2 separate regions of the Ovis aries genome follow, and region 1 is linked to region 2. Evidence: chromatin contacts called from public Hi-C data. All regions are on one chromosome and are shown on one strand. Each heading gives the region's core, a stretch centred on a gene start, on an enhancer-like site or on the middle of the called end of the contact. The rest is flanking DNA. Distances are from core to core; before and after follow the strand shown.

The links. A called contact is a pair of places that touch in the nucleus more often than the background predicts.
Region 1: a Hi-C map of liver shows a contact between it and region 2, with 7 times the contacts expected there. The contact joins two enhancer-like sites. A contact is called at or near these places in 11 of 16 Hi-C or Micro-C datasets (blood, hypothalamus, liver and 6 more).

Annotation. Positions count from the first base shown.
Region 1 is chr15:30,600,160-30,606,602 of ARS-UI_Ramb_v3.0, reverse strand. It overlaps POU2F3 (POU class 2 homeobox 3), which reads right to left. Exons shown (of 12, transcript XM_042232994.2): 5 at 5,659-5,761; 6 at 2,551-2,633. Among named protein-coding and RNA genes, the nearest start is that of TLCD5, 25 kb to the left of the region's middle. Within about 2 kb of position 2,397, at least 11 of the 54 cell types and tissues checked have an H3K27ac peak or open chromatin away from gene starts, as enhancers often do.
Region 2 is chr15:30,450,835-30,458,250 of ARS-UI_Ramb_v3.0, reverse strand. No RefSeq gene overlaps it. Among named protein-coding and RNA genes, the nearest start is that of TRIM29, 26 kb to the right of the region's middle. Within about 2 kb of position 4,285, at least 4 of the 54 cell types and tissues checked have an H3K27ac peak or open chromatin away from gene starts, as enhancers often do.

The DNA.
Region 1 (6,443 bases), core at 1,148-3,647, 150 kb before region 2:
CGGGCTACAGTCCATGAGGTCGCTCAGACATGACTTAGCGACTAAACAACTAGATGAAGGGACCAGCAGGAGTAGCTGGCGCAGAAACAGCAGGAGTGTGGGACAGGGCGGTGGCCTTTCTGGGTTTTAGCCTATGACTCACAGTTTGACTCTGAGCAGGTAACTTCCTCCTTTCAGTTTTCCACCATAAAAGGAGCTAGCAGGGTTGTCTACAAAGATCCCCAAAACACATCTCAAAATGGGATAAGGCAAAGGTTGTCTGTCTCGTCTGTTCTTTTCCACAAAGCAAAGTGACTGAGGTGTTCAACAGGCCTTAACTGAAGATAACAGAGGGCATCTGAGACTCATTATGTTAATGGAATTTCCATAAAATTCCAAACTCTCGAGACCACCATTTTACTTTCTAAACCATCATTTTCTTTCATGAGAATATTTTGCTTTCTGCTTTTCTTTTTTTTTAATCAAAGGTATTCCACTACCATCCAAGTGCCCCTTGATCACATTCATCAAGGATGTTGCCAGGAGATGTTCTTTCTTTAATTTATTTTCATAGAACAGACTCTTATACCTGGAATCCAATTTATGCCTACTGGGGTCAGGAGTAAATCCAACTCATCCATGAAAAAGGAACAGAGCCCAGGCTTGGGGTCCTCAGGGGCTTGTATCCAGGGCAGCGGCTGCTACCTGAGTGGATGAAGTGGCCTAAGTCCACTCTTTTCTCTTCCTTCCCAGTTTACTCCTTTCCAAGACTGGGGTTACCTTTAGTCTTTTCTTCAGGCCTCCCATTCAGACAGACAACCTTGTGGTAACCAGGGAAAAGTCAAGGGCTCTTTTCCTCGAGGGAAGCTCTTTTAGAACAGAATGATTTGAAACCATTAGGCTTTGAACCTTTTCAGTGGGAGACTGGGTGGTGCAGACCAGACCCTCAGGACAAAGCCTATTGCCCACCTTCAAATCCAATCAGCTGCAGAATTGCTTTGAGTCAGCTTCCCCCACATCCTCTGTCAGCCCCTCCTTTCTGCCCTTACTTGTTGCTGTTGTTCAGTTACTAAGTCATATCTGACTCTTCGACCCCACGGGCTGCAGCACACCAGGCTTGCCTGTCCTTCACTGTCTCTTGGAGTTTACTCAAACTCATGTCCATTGAGTCAGTGACGCTATCTAACCGTCTCATCCTCTACCCTTATTGCTACCACTCTAAGCAGGTCTATTTACTGCTGCCTCAGGATGATCTTAATAATCTTCCAAACAGTCTTTCTGTTTCTAGTTTCACCCGGCTCTTGTGTTATAAGTCATATGAGTTGATCTTCAGAACCCTCTAAGATTTATTCCAGATCCAAGTCTGGTGATGAGATTCCGCTAGCAGTAAGGAAGAGGTCTGAGACCTTAGGACACTGGTGTCCTTGTGTCTCTTAGCCACTAGGTGGCACCCTCGGCTCTTCCAGAAGTTCAGTGGACTCCCGCACTGTAAAGTGAAGTGAAGTCGCCCAGTCGTGTCCGACTCTTTTTGACTCCATGGACTGTAGCCCACCAGGCTCCTCCATCCATGGAATTTTCTAGGCAAGAGTACTGGAGTGGGTTGCCATTTGGGGCAATCCACGGGGATCTTAGCACAGAGAAGGGATTAGGATCTCTGCAGTCATTCCCAGCTCTTGTTCACGTTGGATTCTGCAGAGCCATCTCATGCAGTGGTGCAGGGGTTAACTGCACAGGGGCAGCTAAATGAGGGGGAGGGGTGGCAGCTCTGATGTAACTCCAGCTGCTCTGGCCAAGCCACATTCCCTGGTGTGAGGCTGCCTCTGGCCAGAGGAAGCGGTGCCTTTTTTTCTCACTGGCAAACAGGTGCTGTGGGGCGCCAGGGCAGCTCTGCAAAGGGCCCTCTTGCAGACCTCAGTCCTCCTAACCTAGGCACCTGTCCACTGCAGAAGCCAATCTAGAAAAGCAGTTATATATATATATATATTTATTTATTTATTTATTTTTATTTTTTATTTTTTTTTTGGCCCTGCCACGTGGCACATGAAATCTGTTTCCTGACCAGGGATCGAACCTGTGCTCCCTGAAGTGGAAGCGCAGAGTTCCCTGGTGGTGGTTCCCTGGACCACCAGGGAAGTCCCTCAAAGAATGGTTCTTAAGAGAGGCCCACAGATGAGAGACCTTGTCTTGATGTTCTCCTGACATCAAGCCTGTGGATCTCTGGTCTCCCCCTTGGGACTTGAGAGTACCAGGAGGGCTGGCAGTAACTTTAGTGTCCCTGGAAAGTTAGTTGAGCCCTGCAGAGGACTGATGCAGGGGCCTGATCGGGGATGGAGTGGAATGCATGGATCCAGAGCAGGCTAGCCCAGGGGCTGGAATATCTGGCTTCTAATTCTGGCTCCACAAGTGACACTGGGTCACTCATTTCCTCCGACTGTGGCTTGAATTTCCTCCTCTTTGTCAATGGGGACAATCCCTTGCTATTCGCTCTCCCCAGAGGGAGAAACCAGGGAGTGTAACTCCATCAAGAGCTGAGAAGTTCCTAGAGGGGACAGGAGGAACACGCATGTTTACCTGGGATGTGAGGCCAGGCCCCGTCTGCGGGAGGAGGAGCGAGCTCTGTTGCTGCGGAAAGGGGAGAAGGTTTGGCTGCAGACCTGGGTGAAAGGGGAAGAGCAAAGCAACAAACGCATAAAATCCAGGCCAGCTGAAAGACATGCTCTACCCGATAACTGTCCCCACCCTCCTGCTACCTAATCCCCCCAACCCCCCATGGAGCCCTGAGGAGCGGCCCCCACGGGCACTGTCAGGATTGCCACACGCAGGTGGAGGTGAATCAGACATGGGGATAAGCAGATGTAAACAGCAGTCCCCAAACCAGTCCTTCTGCCTGCCTGCCTGCCTGGAGTGGTACAAAGGCCGAGGAGGGTCAAGGAAACCAGCTCTGGGATCTGATAACCGGGCCTGAAGAAACCCAAGGTGGGAAGGAAATGAGGGGGGTGACTACTCAGAATTCAAGCTGGGGCTGAGGGTTTTCCTTTTGCCTGCAGAAGTAGCTGGGATGGCTAGAGAGGCCTAGCCACATCTGCAAAGATGCCAGGTCAAAGGAACCGAGCAATACAGCTCTAAAGGGCAGCAGACAAGTGCCAGAGGCTCTTGGCCGGACCCAGACGTTGTACACTTGGGAGGAAGGGCTAAGAGAGAGAAGGGAAGCGCCCAGGCCAAGCTTCTGGCAACTCTCTCTGGTGGTATGGACTCTACCTGCTTGTTCACACTGCCTGAGGTCTGCTTCCTCCTTCTTCCTCCAGGAAAACTGTCCATGAAGCGCTCTGCCTGGTTGGTGGTCATGACAATGGCCTCCCTCTAAGAAGAGCCACAGCCAGGAACTGTCACTCTCCTTATGGGAATGGAGCCATCCGACTACCAAAGCACGTGACGGGGCAGGTCACCCCATACACTCAGCACAGAGCTGAACCTTGGGGTCTCTGTTGTCCCTAAGCTGTTCTGGGTCACTGATGTGTAGCATCTACTGAGGCTGACCACTATACTCTTCAGAATGAAGAGCTGCTGCACATCAGTGACCCAGAACAGATTAGGGACAACAGAGACCCTGAAGGCTTAATTTTTCCTTATTAAAATACATAGGTAAGAAAAATAAAATACACAGGCAAATTTGCAGCAACATGGATGGGCCTAGAGACGCTCATATTGAGTGAAGTAAGTCAGATAGAGAAGAAACATCCTATGACATTCTTTATATATGGAATATGAGGAGAAGTGATTTACTCAAGACAAATGAACTTATTTACAAAACAGAAAGAGACTCAGTGGCTTAGAGAACAAACTTATGGTTGCTGGAGGAATAATGAGGGGGAAGGGACAGCTAGGGAGTTTGGGGCGGACATGCACACACCACTGTATTTAAAATGGATACCTAACAAGGACCTACTGTCTAGCACAGAGTACTCTGCTCAGTGTTTTGCGGCAGCCTGGATGGGAGGGGAGTTCAGGGGAGAATGGATACCTGTGTATGTATGGCTGAGTCCCTTCATTGTTCACTGGAAACATCATAACATTGTTAACTGGTTATATCCCAACACAAAATAAAATGTTTTTTTTAAATAATAATAAAGTTTAAAAATACATAAGCAAGAAAGCTCCTATATAGAACCCTGTACTGAGAGTCAGAGGCATGAGAACTAACAGTGGTCTGATATTTACATTGCATTTTGAAATGTACAAAGCCCTCTCACATGCATTATTTCAAATAGCTCTCAGTAACCTTGTGAGGCAGAGTTTTATTATGATTCCATTTTTAGGAAGGAGAAAAAGGAACCTCAGAGAGGTCAGGTAAGGTTCTCAAGGAGACCCAGCTAGTAAGTGACTTTTTTAAACCAATGAGTTTTTCTGATTCCAAATACTAAACTGTATTCCCCCTCTGTGTCACACACTAGCCTCATTGGTTATATGCCTGAGCCAGTTTCACAGAACCATTTTTCAAAAGAAATAGAATTAACTGTTATCTTCCCTTTCCTATGCCAGGAATAGGATGTATACTGTTTAGTGAATGCAGAGACTCACAGATTCACATATGTCCTCATTCATCATCATCATAGCACTCTGAGATGACTTGGAAACTAAGGATACCTATCACTGGGGCAGGTGCTAAGGACAGAAGGCAAGGTTGCGTTTTCGTCGGGTTCTGGATCTCCAAAGCCTCTCTTTGGGATTTGAACAGTGGAGAGAAGCTTAGACTTCATCACTTTCAGCTCTAGTTGGTGGAGGTGGGAGATGGCGAGGCAGTACCATGCAACGCCCAAAAAATGGGTTTCTGACAGACTGTCACAGAACTTTCTAGTAGGTCACTGGTGACCTCATAGGACCACCTACCATTCGAGGTTATTTTTAAAGATGTCAGAAAAATCCCTCCACAGAACTCCTGGCATGTCAAGCTCAAGAAGTGTTAGTTATTACTGTGAATATTCTAATCTGCTTGCTCTTGCCGACGAGAAGTTCTCTGCGAGGAACTTCCCTGTAGGAGGAAACGCGAGAATGCTCTGCATAGCCTGTGGGTGGCGCTGCCGCCCCACACAAATGGAATTCCAGCTTCCCGAGAGCTGGCATCTGTTTCCACATCCTGAGTCCTGGGGAGGTTTCTAAGGAACTGGGACTGCATTTCCCAAAGAGCTCCTCCTTCCTTGCTCTGCCCCGGCTCGGCTCTGCCACCCTTTACCTTCGGTCTCAACTGGTCATGAAATTAAGGAAGAGGGGAGAAGGAAGAGGAGAAGGATTCTCCTGAAGGGCAAGACCAGGTCCCTTCTTCAGGCCCTGAGCTGGATAAGCCGCTCTTAAAACCAGAGGGTGAGCCGATCACCCACCAACCCTAACGTAGCAATAGTGGTAAAGAACCCGCTTGCCTGTGAAGGAGACATAAGAGACTCGGGTTCAACCCCTGGGTGGGGAAGATTCCCCTGGAGAAGGAAACTGCATCCCACTCCAGTATTCTTGCCTGGAAAATCCCATGGATTCCCCATAGGGATGCCAAGAGTTGGACATGACTGAAGTGACTTAGCACACACACACCCACATGAGTTGGTCACCCACACCCCACACTTGGGTCCCAGCAGGCAGGAGCAGCCCTTCACCACCCTTATCTATATAGAAAACCCCCAGGGTTCTCACCTTGCTGCCCAGGCTGGCTCTGAGATAGCAGGAACTGGGAAACAGACTGTAGGTGTCCGGGAACCAGCACGAGCTGCTGGAGTGGGTGGAGGGAGGCCATGTCCTATGCGGGGCGACACAGACATCATAGAATTTACAAGCTGAGAGTGTGGGCTCCATCCACCTGCTGCCTGTCTGTCCCAAGGGTATCCACTGGGAACTTGCCCTATGCCTCTGTGTGTCCCTGTATTTGGCACATAGCAGCTACCCCGTTAATGTTGCTATTGATACACCGCCTGCCCTCAGTCAAGCCATGCCTTGCAGCCTGTTGTTACTTAACCTTGCCTTGTTATTTAACTCTCGTGTGTGTCAGAACTGTCTCCCAGCTAGACTGATAATGCCCCGAGGACACAGACTGTGGGTATTACCCATCTCTCAGAGGTTTACCCTAGAAATGACACGCAATACACACATTTTTTTTTTTAATCTCATGACATTTGATTATACTAAAAGCCATTTTCATCTTGGCCGTTTCCAGGGTCTAAACCATTCCTGGAGGAAGAAGCCCATTACTTGCTCTTAATAAAAATGCTTTGATGAAACAGAAAGTCCATTTCCCCTTGGGGTTCCTCCCATTAGCCCCCGCAAAGAGAAATACCAGTCCCAATATCCAGGGACCTGGGAGTCCTCTGTGATCTGGACCCACGGGAGTCTGTGATCCCCACAGGACCGAGCTTAGGTCTGTGCACAAAGAAAAGGCTTGGTAAATCCTTGCTGAAAAGAAGTGAAATAATAAATGCACATTC
Region 2 (7,416 bases), core at 3,036-5,535:
AAATGTATTTATTTCTTTTATTTTTTGCCATCAACAAGAACATAGAATACTCACTCTTCCATTTTGACTTGTTCTGTTATTTTTTGATTTAAAAATTTATTTTTAATATCATATATATTTATATTGCCATATATAACTTGTTCTTGGTGTATCTTAGAGTTCTTCATATAACTCTACTTCATTTATGTGCACGAAGTAGATTTATATGAAGAGCTCTAAGATATTCTAAAAACAAGTCATATATGGCAATATAAATATGGAGGAGGGCATGGCAATCCATTCCAGTATTCTTGCCTGGAGAATCCCAAGGACAGAGGAGTCTGGTGGGCTACCATCCATAGGGTCGCACAGAGTTGGACACGACTGAAGCCACTTAGCATGCACGCACGGGTCACATTATTGCTAGATGGGGTAGGGAAGGGATGGAAGGTTGACAGACAATTTTCACCCCACTTCGGTTGCAATCTTGGCCAAAAAACAAACTGAGCAAAGTCTGTGAGCTTAAAGGACACACCTCTGACAAAGGCAATTCCAGGGGATCTTCCCAACCAGGGTGGGATAATTTCCTAGCGGGTAACTGATGAATCATCTCTGGCTTTAGGGTGCAAAAAGAAAGATGTTCTTGTTTATTTTTTGGCTTCTTTCTTCTTTTTTTTTTTTCCCCGCGCGGAGTAGTCTGTCCTCTTTTTTTTTTTTAAGTTTTATGTTAGAGTATAGTTGATTTACAATAATCTATTCTGTTAGTGATATTTTTCTGGGCTGAGCACTTCTTGCTTCTCCTGAACAGACCTATACAGAGGAGGAACTGCCAGGCTCAGGAGGTGCCAGCTGGTCTAGCTAGCCCTCCCCCACAGGCTTCCCAGCTCCATTCATTGAACTGCAATGGTGTGATCGTTGTAGGATTCAACTTTTCAAAGACTTTTGTAGTGGAAGTTCCATTGCATTTCAGCTCTGAGGGGAGTCAAACAAATACTTTTAGGTTAGGTGAGAAAACAGATGCAGAGAGGCTTCGTGATGGAGTGCGGCTGTGAAAAGGTACTGGTTCGCAGGGTGAGAGTCTTGGGTTGAAGTCCCATTCCGGCACCCAGGTGTTAGCAGGGTGCTCTGGGGCCTCTGGGGAAGCTTTTGGACAGGATGGTCTTGCAGGCTCTCCCCGTCAAGGATGTGGTTTGATGACTGTCCAAGGGCCTGCAGTTAGCTTGGGGGCAAGCTGGCTGTTCCTGGTTTGCTGGGCCACAGGGCGAAATCCAGCCTACAACGGCTCCAGGTGGCTACCACTTCCTGATGTGGCTTCCGCAGAGAAAGCAGAGAGTCTGCCTCCTTTGGTTGATGGCAAAGGTGTTTGAGGGGTGTGTGGAGAGGGGGCTGGGAAGCACAGCAGGGCTGGAACTGACGTCATTCGGCCAGGCTGCTTGGGAAGAAGTCATATCCCAACCCCTCGGGAAGGCATTGTGGGGAGAGCCCTGCCAGCCCATTAAAGCCCCTGTAATTCAGGCCGTCTGCCACCCGCCACCCCCCACCCTCCACCATAAAACCAGCCAGTCTCCTCCAGAGTCTGGTTCTCCAGATGGCCTTAGAACCTAATCAGAGCCAGACCGCTCCCTGGCCCCTTCAGTCTGGTTACAGCCTTTGGCCATCTTGGCTTCCAGCCCCTTTAACCCCTTCTTCCCTGGCTTCCTTCCTTCTTCCGGGATCTCTGTTCTGCAGAGCCTTCACCACCCACTCCCCCAGATGAGGGTCACACAGAGGACCCCATTCAAAGCCAAGTGTGATGTCTTGAGAGACTCTATTAATAGGTTGGGATGAGAGGCCAGAGCTCCTCCCCTCGGGAAACCCCTGACTTGCCGTGTGGCTTCTGGAAAGTCATTTAACCTTGTGGAACCTCAGTTTCCCTATCTTTGGCAACCAACATTTACATTTTAATAAAGAGCTTTCAAAAATGTTTTTTACCTGCAGAGCCTCATTTAATCTTTCAAAAGATAATTATGCTCTTTTAATTACCCTCACAGGGAGAAGCTCATGAGAACGTGGGTTGTGGAGACTAGGAGGGAATATGTGGGTGACCAGTTACTCTGCCAGGCTGGGGAGGGGTCCCCACAGCAGGTGTCATGAGCCTCTCTGCAGGACGGTCAAGGCCTTCTGGGGGAGCGGGTGTGTGCTCAGTAGCTCAGTTGTATCTGACTCTTTGCAATCCCATGGAATGTAGCCCACCAGGCTCCTCTCTCCTTGCGTTTTCCAGGCAAGAATACTGGAGTGTGTTGTCATGGGAGGGGGCAGAATTTCCTAAAAGTTGTTCACCCTTGAGGAGGTCATACAGCATCCAGGGGGCCACAGTATGTGAGTCCACACAGAAAGTGACCTCCAGGCCACTCAGCTTAACCCAACGGAGTGAGGCATGGGTAGTGACAGGCCTTGTGCTTGCAGGCAGTCACAGCCCATCTCCTCCGAAGACAAAACAGGAGGAAAGACACTAGATGGATTGAGGTCAGACTCAGGAAAGTGAAAACATTAGTCCTATCCGACTCTTGGTGACCCCGTAGATGATGTAGCTCACCAGGCTCCTCTGTCCATGGAATTCTTCAGGCAAGAATAGCGGGTAGGTTGCCATTCCCTTCTCCAGGAGATCTTCCTGAACCCAGGGATCAAATCTGGGTCTCCTGCATTTCAGGCAGATTCTTTACCAATGAGCCACAGGGAAGCCCCTCAGACTCACCAAGTGAAAGTGAAAGTGAAGTCGCTCAGTCGTGTCCGACTCTTTGCCACCCGTGGACTGTAGCCCACCAGGCTCCTCTGTCCGTGGGATTCTCCAGGCAAGAATACTGGAGTGGGTTGCCATTTCCTTCTCCAGGGGATCTTCCCGACCCAGGGATCAAACCCAGGTCTCCCACATTGCAGGCAGACGCTTTAACCTCTGCGCCACCAGGGAAGCAAAATCTCCTATAGAGACACAGAACTTCAGATCCAAGTACTAACATCAAAGATTTCAAGGGAGGAAAGGAAGCCAGGTTGAAAGAAGAAGGGGGAGGAGGCAGGAGGGGGGGTGAAAAGGGTGGTCTTACAGACGTCTCCTGCCACCTAAAGATACTCAGGCGTTATGGGACTTTTCCCTGGGCCTTCAGAGAAGGGAGGACTGGAACTTGGCCCTACCAGAAATCAGACCAGACCAGAACCAGAATTCAAGTTCTCTGCCAAGAGGAGGTGATCAGTTTCCAATCTTCAGCTCAGGTTGAGGGCCCTTCGACCAGATTTCTGCGTCCAGGACGGGAGGACTAGAAAAACAGAGAAGGATAGGAAGGGTTAAGGAGAGGAAAGGGAGAGGGAAGGGGAGAGGGGTCAGTAAAGTCTCTTGTTCCTTACCGGTCGGGACACTTTGGCCAGTTGTCCGCGTCAGGAGGAGATCAGGGACAAAAGGGTCCCAGTTGCAGCCGCTGGGTCTGGTCCATTGGCAGGCAAGCTGGCCCTTGAGTGCCCCGAGTGGTCAGGATGTCAGTCTCAGCGAAGAAGAGTCCCCGCCAGAGTCGCCATTTGTTGTAGGAAGGGGGACCCCTTCCAGGTCCTGAAACTGGGCTCTTGTCTAACACTCGGAAATGAATTGTCCGAGGAGACACATGTGCTCACCAAGGGCGCTGTCAAAGGGAGCCTCGACAGCTGGTTGAGCAGGGCTGTGGCGACACCCTGTGGTGGGAATGAGGAACCACAGTTTGGTTCCCTGGGCTTGCTGATAGGATAAAGCGGAGACACGCTTATTTGAGTTCACACCTGTGCTGGACAGGTACTTTCCCCAGCTAACTCTTGCATCTCTGAACCGCCCGCTCCTGTGTTCACTCTGATGTTCAATTATATCGCCTCTCTCCTCAGCTTTAAGACAGCCTTCCCTGGGCCAAGTGCAGGGAGGAGAGTGAGGATTCAGTCATCACCACTCCACAGGCCAGAGCTAATGACCAGCAGGAGGGATTGCAGTTAGATACCAAAGGGACTTACTGGGTGGAAGATGGCTCCATGGTGGAAAAATCCTTCTGCCTAGGTCAAGTTTGGTGACAGAAGGTAAAGGAAGGGGACAGGCTGTTTCCTAGGGTGTGGAGATGACCACCTCCAGCTGGTCCCTTTGCCAGTGGCCTGACACAGCTGCTCTGATGGATGAGGTGCACACAGCAGGCCATGCAGGCATTGCCTACCTAGTCCTCAGCCCTTACATGTCAAGGCCAAGCTCTTCTCAGCACCTTGGTGTAGCTTCCTCCTCCAGAGTCCTTGCACCACAGGCTTGCTAAGGACGCTGACTCAGGCTGGGAGCTGACTGGGAGGGGTGAGCTGGGTGTCTTACACTGGGTGAGGGTAAGGCTGCTGAGCTGTGTGGGTTGTGGGTCACAGTAACAAGACTAACATTCACCATGCCCTCTCCTGTGCCAGCAGCTGTGTGCCCACAATCCCTCACGGTGACCCTATGCAGTCGCTCTGTTATTTCCTCCACTTTACAGATGAGAGAGTGAGACACAGAAATTAAGGAGCTGGCACCAAGCCACACAGCTGGAAGATGGTGGGGTCACGATCTGAGTGCCCAGCCCGCACGTGTCACCATTACACCTGCCTACCAGATAGGATGGGTGGGCTGGACCAGGAGTGGGGCTGCGGGGTCAGCAGAGGCAGAGCTGGAGCAGGAGAGGGGGCTCCAGCTCTCGGTGGGCAGCGGGGTCTTGGGGAGATGGGAGTGGGCTGCAAGAGAGGGAAAGGCGGCCGAGGCACTGGGTCCCCCGAGAGAGGCTGAGCACTCTAGCTCAGAAGGGCTGGAGGTGGTACAGTCTCACCGGCCCAAAAGCAGAGTTCCCACCTGTGGGGAGGACACACCCATGTTCCAAGAATGAGTTACAGGTGTTTTAAGACAGACCTCTCCCCCATCCCATCCTCCAGATGGTCGCAGGTTTCTGGGGCACCTGCTGCCCCTCCCCCAGCATGGCCTCTGGCTGGAAGCAGCCTCTCACTTAACTTCAGTGGGCCACGCCATGCCCCACGTCATCACTTTCACACGTGCCGGGCTGTGATGAAGTTCGGAAAGCTCTGGCTTAGCCAGGAGCCCACATGGTCTCTGAATCCTTCCAGGAGCTCAGAGCAGTAGATGCTGCATCAACAGCCGCCACTACGGCTTCTCCGGTGCCAGGCACAGACAGCCATCCCTACACCGGAGGGCCTGGGTACCCTGTGCGGTGGGTGGGGTTGGGGAGGACTGGCTGCCAGGGTGGCTGTCTGCCCTGGAGTTGAACTAGTTGAAGTCCACGAAGCTCAGGGAATCTCCCGTGGGAAGCTTGTTTCCTCCATCCAGCACCTTCTAGCTGCATGATCCTGGGCAGGTGACCTCCCTGGGCCCAGATTCCTCATCAGGAAAATGAAGATAAGAACCCCCACCCACCTCCGGAGAGTACTTGTGAGCATTAAATGAGCTTTCCAGTCTTGCTTTGGGCCAGCCGATGGTTGGTGTCAGGGATGGAAAGTGAGGGAGTACACCGCGGGGCCTGTGGGCAGAGACAGGAGGGGACCCAGAGGCCGGGAAACGGACCCAGAGACAGAAACCGAGGTATTTAATGAATGAATGGGGCTGGACACAGAGCCCGTGCAAAGCGCACCACCAGTTAAAAAAAAAAAAAACAAACCCGCTGGACCTCCCTTTAGAAGAGGAACGATCCACATGCTCCCAGCGACCTGCTGGACGCCGGAGTTTAGAAGCGCCCTCTGCCTCCCTGTTCGGTTTGTCAGTCTCCTCACCCATCCCAAACTCGGGAGGCCAGACAAAACGTCCTGGAGTCTGGGCCCCTGCCACCCTGGGACGCTCACGCGGCAGCAAACTCAGGTCCCCGATTCGCCCGTCGCGGGAGAACCCGAGGGCAGACATAAGCCCCATTCCGTCGTTGGGGGATGAAACAGGCCTCTGAGAGGGGCGGGAGCAGCCATCAAAGCCGAGCGAGCCGGGGCAGGTCTGGGAGCCATGAGAGCCTGGGCGCCGCCGGCTTCCCACCGCGGCCACCGCTCCCACGTGCACCGTCCCGGCCTCGCCACACGGGGGCGCCCGGCCTGCCGTGCGAGCCCTCCGCTCTACCTTCTCTCCCCCTTTTAACTCCAGAGATGAGGCCACCCCTACTTGGGTGGCGGGCTTCCCTGGTGGCTCAGCTGGTAAAGAATCCTCCTGCAATGCGGGAAGATACCCTGGAGAAGGGAACGGCTACCCACTCCAGTATTCTGGCCTGGAGAATTCTATGGACTGTATATCCCATGGGGTCTCAAAGAGTCGGACAGGACTGAGCGACTTTCACTGCTTGGGTAGCACTTTTACAGCTTTGGGGAGCACCTTTTGCTCCATTTGACTCATTTGCTCTGCATCATGAACTGAGGACATATGAGGATGCCACTCAGCGATGTCAAGTGGCCCCTTTGTTCAATAAGCATCCGTGGTGTGCTAAGCTCTGAGGACACAAAGACCCTGGCTGCACTTTGCAGGGTGTGGGGCTGTCTTAAGAACTGAGGTCTTATTCCTGAGAGCAGTAAGGAGTGCTGGAAGAATTTAGGTAGGCCAAGCATGTGAAGAAGGGAAGCAATGGCAAGTTCAAATGTATGTTTCAGAAAGACCCCCTGGCTGCTCCATGGAGAATGCTTTGAAGTGAGCCAGAGGCACTGTGGGGAGAGCAGCAGGAGGCTCCTGAGAAGTCCAGGGTCACACAAATGCAAAATCCAGTGGAGCATCTCAAGAGTCCTGTGGGACAACATTAAGCAATCTAGCATGAATGTATCTGGAGCTCAGAAAGGAAACGAAAGAGAGAGAATGGATATGAAAAACATTTAAAGAAATAATGGCTCAAAACTGTACAAATTTAGTGAAAGACCTCAATTTAGAGACCTAAGAAGCTCAGGGAACCCTAAGCAAAATAAGCATATGGAAAACCACATGTAGGAACAGATGATCAAGCTGCTAAATCCCAGAGTCTAGAAAACATACTAAAAACTTTGTGAGAGGAACAGTGATACAGGGGTGGCCAACTTCTCATAAATGATGGAGGCCAGGACACAACTGAGCAGCATCTTCAAAATGCTGGAAGAGAAAAGAAAAAAAAACCCTGCCAACTCAGCATTCAGCAAAATTGTTCTCAGTAATGAAGGCCAACTGAATGAATTTTTAGAAACACTAAGTGAATTCATTAACCATCACATGTAACACTACAAAAAATGTTAAAGGAAGTTTTTCAGATGGAAAGGAAATGATACCAGATGGTAACACAGATTTATATGAAAAATTAAGATTATTAGACATGATAAATATGTGGGTATAATATAGAAGACTATATACATTATTTTCTTAAATTCTTTAAAAGACATGACTATTTAAAGCAAAAATTATAATACTGTGCTGAGGGGTCTGTTACATATGTAGATTTA